Regions from separate parts of the Xenopus laevis genome. Here region 1 is linked to region 2. A link is a contact called in public Hi-C data. All regions are on one chromosome and are shown on one strand. Each heading gives the region's core, a stretch centred on a gene start, on an enhancer-like site or on the middle of the called end of the contact. The rest is flanking DNA. Distances are from core to core; before and after follow the strand shown.

Region 1 (3,225 bases), core at 565-3,064, 260 kb before region 2:
TTGTAGGTTTAGAGTGCAAAATCAAAAAAAATTGTAGGATTCAGAGTTTTCGATTTTATCATGACTGTTCTGCACAAGAAAAATTTGTGAAGATTTATTGATAGATAGGGGGGAAAGTCAGTGCGAATTAGGTCAATGTGGTTTTCAGAAAACAGTTTTTGAGAACATTTCTGATTTTGATAAATAACTCCCCCAGACTTGCCCGACTGCTTATTGCTGTTTGGCTGTCAGGGGTAACTTGGCCTCCTGCCTGATTGGGCATATTGGGTATAACTACAGGTAACAGAACCCCACTAAGCCTGGCTTGTACAATATCTTGTTAACAAAAACAAATTCCAGTTATACCGTCAGAGAATAAATGAGATGAAGCAACTGTAACTGTATGTGCACAACCAGTGTCGGACTGGCCCACCGGGAAACCAGGAAAACTCCCGGTGGGCCCAGGTGTCAGTGGGCCTCTTGCTTCTAACCATTTGGCCTATTTCTTAATGAGGGTTAATAATGGAAGAATATAGTGTAGTATGAAAGAGACTAGGAGCATAAAGAGGTTGAGTGAGGAGAGGAGGTATAGTAGTTTGGAAAGTGGGCCTTCAGTCTAAGATTTTCTGGTGGGCCCCTGGCATCCCAGTTCAACACTGTGCACAACTGTTTTGTCTTCATGAGCCTGACCTTAATAAACTGACCATTTCATACTTGAAGGTCTATGAAGAACATGTTGAAGCTGAGAGGGCCATAAAAACATAGGGGTATCTTTATCATGCTGTGTACAAAGTGGAGTAAAACATTACCAGTGATGTTGCTCATATCAAACAATCGGATCTTCGCTTTTGTTTTCTAACTGTTGAAATCTAATTGTTGATTGTGCTACGGGCAACATCACCAGTAATGCTTCACCTACAAGTTAGAAAACAAGATCTGATTGGTTGCAATGGGCACAGTGGCAGAATTACCGGGGGTGCAAGGGGTGCGACTGTACCAGGGCCCGCACCCCTTGGGGCCCTTTTGGAGAGAGTTGGGGGGGGCCAGGCTGCATGGCCTGCATCTAGGGTTGCCACCCGGCCGGTATTTTACCAGCCTAGCCGGTAAAACACCTGCTAGGGCCGGTATTACAAATTTACCGGCAATTTTGTAATACCATGTACAAAATCCCTTGCCCGCCAATGAAAATGTACATTTTCTTTGGCTTCGGGCGGTGGTCCCGCCCCTTTTGTGACGCTACCCCCGTGGCTCCACCCCTCTTTGCGTCGCGCCCCGTCGGCTTTTTGCGTCACATCCCGCCCCTTTATTTTCCACCCCCACTGCCCGGTAATTTTTTTTTTTAATAGGTGGCAACCCTACCTGCACCTCTGCCCTGCTGGGGTTGTTAGGTTACTGTATGGGCAATATCACCGGTGATGAGTGCTGCATTCATGACACTGGCTGGCAGTTGTGCAGCCAGGAATAGGACGGTCTCACATACATACCCACTCATTAAAGTGAGGCTAAACTATACTATATATATAATATATACTATACTATAAACTCTTGTTACAAGCTCCCCTACAGGGTACCTGTATTTGGGTTTGTTTTTGTACATTTTGCAGGAAATACAGCATTCCCATGTGACGAGACTGTCATTTTATCTTTATGATTCTGGTCAATCTGAATGCAGATAAGACAGACTAAGGGTGAGTATGTATGGGTATTATACAATGATCTAATTATAGTTTTTATCCTTTGACGCTAAGCAGACTATCAGCTCAAGCATAAATTCTAAATTCTAAAGAAACATTGGTGTGATGGAGAGTGTAATTCCCGTATCTACCACCATGTGTCGCTCAAGGAGAGGACATTAAATCCATGAATAGTGTGACAAAAAGACATGATCTTTGATCCCTAAATTACATAATGTGATTATAAGTCTTTATGGGTGAAATTATTTACTCCCTATTTCTGTCCAGTTCCCCTTCTTCACATCCAGGAAAGCAACAGTCATACACATTATTTGCTTTCTGCTGGGAGTGGTAAACACACAAATGAAAGCAAATAGAAAAGTTCAACAAGATCAGATTTCTCCATCATTCATCTTGGCTGCCTGAGCCGGGGAAAGCCTCTCCAGTCGTTGGCATCCTCCAGTGTGACAAGGTGTGTGTGCGCTACTGCTTGGGATCTGTACACTGACTGGAGCAGCTTATTGGACAGGCAGAGTGGGGGATTTTCTCCTGCATATATACACCTGGGGGTCCATTTGCCAGTAGTATAGGCAGAGTGGGGGATTTTCTCCTGCATATATACACCTGGGGGTCCATTTTCCAGTAGTATAGGCAAATTGTGGGATTTTTTCCTGCATATACACACATGGGGGTCCATTTGCCAGTAGTATAGGAAGAGTGGGGGATTTTCTCCTGCATATACACACCTGGGGTCCATTTCCAAGTAGTACAGGCAGAGTGGGGGATATTCTCCTGCATATACATACCTGGGGGTCCATTTGCCAGTAGTACAGGCAGAGTGGGGGAAATTCTCCTGTATATACACACCTGGGGTCCATTTGCCAGTAGTATAGGCAGAGTGGGGGATTTTCTCCTGTATATACACACATGGGGTCCATTTGTCAGTAGTATAGGCAGAGTGGGGGATTTTCTCCTGTATATACACACCTGGGGGTCCATTTGCCAGTAGTACAGGCAGAGTGGGGGAAATTCTCCTGCATAGCTGCACCTATAGGTCCCTGTGGCAGTAGAGACATGATAGAGCCCCTATAGGTTCCCTGGAAGTGTCTGTACTAGGAGGGAAAACAGAGTTGAAGGTTTTTTTTAAGTAATGTCCCTGTGCCAATAGGAAGGTCAGACTGGGCTCAGACATTTTCTAGCAGATCTGACAGCAGATGAAGAAGATCTTATGCAGAGCAATCAGTGTCGGTGCCACATAACAGCAGTTTTAAATAGAAAAAGCAGACGGGGCATTTACTTACAATTGTTCCAACCTAGAGAAATAGCAGAGTGAGGGCCCCTGGCACAAGGGAATCACAGTGGGGCCCCTGATCATTAGCTGAAGGGCCCCGCAAGCAATACGATCATTTCCAGTAGGTGGTAAAGCGAGAAGCAGTTTCCCGGTAGAAGTCGCAAGCGCAGCGATTCCTGTAGGAGCGATCATTAGGCGCGTGTGACGGCAGTGGGTTTCCCTTAATAAATCGCCGCAAACTAATGAGCGAGTCCCATGGGAGACAGAGCGCTTGTTACGTCT
Region 2 (3,509 bases), core at 887-3,386:
AGGTTTTCATTTATTGGCCAGATTATTGTTCGGGTCACAAGGCTGAAAACTGAATAAAAAGTTGAAACCCGAACAGGCCTTAGAAAAACCCAATTGTTCGGGTCAAAAACAAAACAGGTAAAACCATAAAACTCAAAACAAGGGTTACAAACCCTAATGCTGAACTACAACAATTCTTACACAATTCAGCCCCGGGCTAAAAACCATACCTCCCAACTGTATGTATTTTTTATTTAAAGGGATACTGTCATGGGAAAAAAAAATGTTTTCAAAATGTCAGTTTCAGTTTATAGTGCTGCTCCAGCAGAATTCTGCACTGAAATCTATTTCTCAAAAGAGCAAACAGATTTTTTTATATTCAATTTTGAAATCTGACATGGGGCTACACATATTGTCAATTTTCCAGCTGCCCCAAGTCATGTGAAAAAACTTTGACTTAATTTCGGTTGGTCTTTTTGAAGTTTTTCCAATTCGAAATTCGACCCTTGATAAATATGCCCCTAAATGGGAACTATCAAGAAAATGAAAATTGAATATGAGCTTCAGCAAACTGAAATAAGAAACTTTCTAAATACAATCAATTAAATAATCTGCATCATTTCTGAAATAATTAGGGATACACTATTTTGGATTCGGTCGAACCCCCGGATCCTTCGCAAAAGAATTCAGAATCCTAATTTGCATATGCAAATTAGGGGTGGGAAGGGGAAAACATTTTTTACGTAACTCGATTTTTCTCCCCGCCCCTAATTTGCATATGCAATTTTGGATTCGGTCGGCCGGGCAGAAGGATTCGGTCGAATCTAAATCCTGCTGAAAAAGTCAGAATCCCGAACCGAATCCTGGAATCAGTGCATCCCTAGAAATAATCAAGTTTATCTTAACTATTCCTCTCTCAGCATCTGTTTCTCTTCTTTCTGTCTTATTTCAGGAGTTGGGTGTGAGATATTCATTGACAGATCCAATATATCTTATAGGGGGGCTTCCTTTCCTAGTAGATGTATTAGAGCTCACACAAATAACTGATTCAAGTACAAACAAAATGTAACAAAATAACTGCCCTTTGCACAAATCCTGCATGTAGAGAGACATGATGTCTGGTGATTTTAATAGAGTGAGCTCTAATACATCTTCTAGGCAAAAGGAGCCCCCCTATTAGATATATTGGATCTAACTGTCAGTGAATATCTGACACCCAACTGCTGCATGAAGAGAGAATGAAGAGAAACAGATGCTGAGAGAGGGATAGTGAACATAAACTTGATTATTTCAGAAACAGTACAGAATTTTTCTTTGACTATATTTAGAAAGTCTCTTATTTCAGTGTGCTGAAGCTTATATTTAATTTTCATTTTGCGATAGTTCCCCTTTAAAGGGACAGCCTCCTAAAATTGGATTGGTTTTTGAATATGAAAAAGTCCAAAACAACTGTGATTTGTTCATGTGGTCTTGGACTACAGCATCCAAAATCCCTCCAACAGCTTAAAGGGATCCTGTCATCGGAAAACATGTTTTTTTCAAAATGAATCAGTTAATAGTGCTACTCCAGCAGAATTCTGCACTGAAATCCATTTCTCAAAAGAGCAAACAGATTTTTTTATATTCAATTTTGAAATCTGACATGGGGCTAGACATTTTGTCAATTTCCCTGCTGCCCCTGGTCATGTGACTTGTGCCTGCACTTTAGGAGAGAAATGCTTTCTGGCAGGCTGCTGTTTTTCCTTCTCAATGTAACTGAATGTGTCTCAGTGAGACATGCGTTTTTACTATTGAGTGTTGTTCTTATATCTACCAGGCAGCTGTTATCTTGTGTTAGGGAGCTGCTATCTGGTTACCTTCCCATTGTTCTTTTGTTTGGCTGCTGGGGGGGGGGGGGAAGGGAGGGGGTGATATCACTCCAACTTGCAGTACAGCAGTAAAGAGTGGTTGAAGTTTATCAGAGCACAAGTCACATGACTTGGGACAGCTGGGAAATTGACAAAATGTCTAGCCCCATGTCAGACTTCAAAATTGAATATAAAAAAATCAGTTTGCTCTTTTGAGAAATAGATTTCAGTGCAGAATTCTGCTGGAGCAGCACTATTAACTGATTCATTTAGAATTTTTTTTTCCCCATGACAGTATCCCTTTAAGATATTCCTAGGCATTTGGTAATGGATGTTAATATAGTATTTATTATTCAGGGATCATTATTTGTCTATTCTGCCTCTTTCTACCCTGAAGCTTAGAGTGCAGAGTGTGTGGTTTGCTGGGGTCAATAAGGAGTCTGCATGGCAAGATAACTAACCCACTTTCAGTCTTGTATTTATTAATACAGCCAGCCTGCTTTGGTTTGTAATCATCCTGATGTATGTTACTCCATTGAGTTCAAGGACATAAAACCAAGGAGCTATGTAATAAAAGGTGTAATAAAAGGTGCAAAGTTTGCTTCAGGTCTTGTCACCTATAGCAGCCAATCAGCGGTTAGCATTTACCGGTCACCTGTCTGAAAGCAAACGTCATATTGGTTAGTATGGGTTACTGAACCTGGCAATTAATTATTAATATTATTAATTGCCCCAAAGTGTTTTTTTTTTTTTTTTTTTTACAAGGACAGTTACTTTGGGTTGGGGGTCTCGTCAAGCTGTTGCTACTTACCAGTTGTATCGAAATCTTTCTGTGGTTCCTATAGTCAGGTGGACTTGTTGGGTGCGGCTCTAATCTAATAGGGAAGTTGATGCAGTTCCAACTGGCTGTTAATCAGTGACTTCCACTTCTAGAGACGGTATGTACAGTATTTTTGTGTTTGTATTTTTAGGAGCCTCAAATCCTTGCCTTGGTAAATGATAGGGGTCCTGGTTCCTAAGAATCTACTCATTTTGTACCAGAAATTTTGGAAGGGGACAGAACTCAAGTGCACAAATATACCCACTGCAAACTACCTAGGAAGGCACTACTTCAGCCTGATTATTACATTGATATATTGCTTGTACCTAGCCTAACACTTCATTTAAAGGGATACTGTCATGGGAAAACATGTTTTTTTTTTTTCAAAACACGTCAGTTAATAATGCTGCTCCAGCAGACTTCTGCACTGAAACTCAAAAGAGCAAACAGATTTTTTTTTATATTTAATTTTGAAATCTGACATGGGGCTAAACATATTGTCAGTTTCCCAGCTGCCCCCAGTCATGTGACTTGTGCACTGATAAAATTCAGTCACTCTTTAATGCTTTCCCCTGTCTTCCGCCAGCTATAATGAAAAATCGCCTGCGGCATGGCACACGCGGCGTTTCGTTTTCCAAACTCGTCCGAAGTTGCCTCATGAGGAAACTTTGGGCGACTTTGGAATATAAAGTGCCGCGTGTGCCATGCTGCAGTGGATGTTTCATTATAGCTATCGGAAGACAGGGGGAAGCAGTTCTGGGAGATTAGTCACCACAAAGCAGAGCTGATTAGTCGCCAGGTGACTAAGGCTAGGGCCACACGGGAAGATTCACGGAGATTGGTCGCCTGGCGACTAATCGCCG

Evidence for each region. Hi-C and Micro-C count contacts between places; a contact is called where the count stands out from the background.
Region 1: a contact with region 2 is called in a Hi-C map of the XL177 cell line, with 3 times the contacts expected there. The contact joins the promoter of alkal2.S here to the promoter of LOC108717488 in region 2.

Annotation. Positions count from the first base shown.
Region 1 is chr5S:121,274,740-121,277,964 of Xenopus_laevis_v10.1, reverse strand. It overlaps alkal2.S (ALK and LTK ligand 2), which reads left to right and starts at 1,814. Exons shown (of 6, transcript XM_041565022.1): 1 at 1,814-3,225.
Region 2 is chr5S:121,017,339-121,020,847 of Xenopus_laevis_v10.1, reverse strand. It overlaps LOC108717488 (F-box only protein 25), which reads left to right and starts at 2,136. Exons shown (of 10, transcript XM_041565018.1): 1 at 2,136-2,764.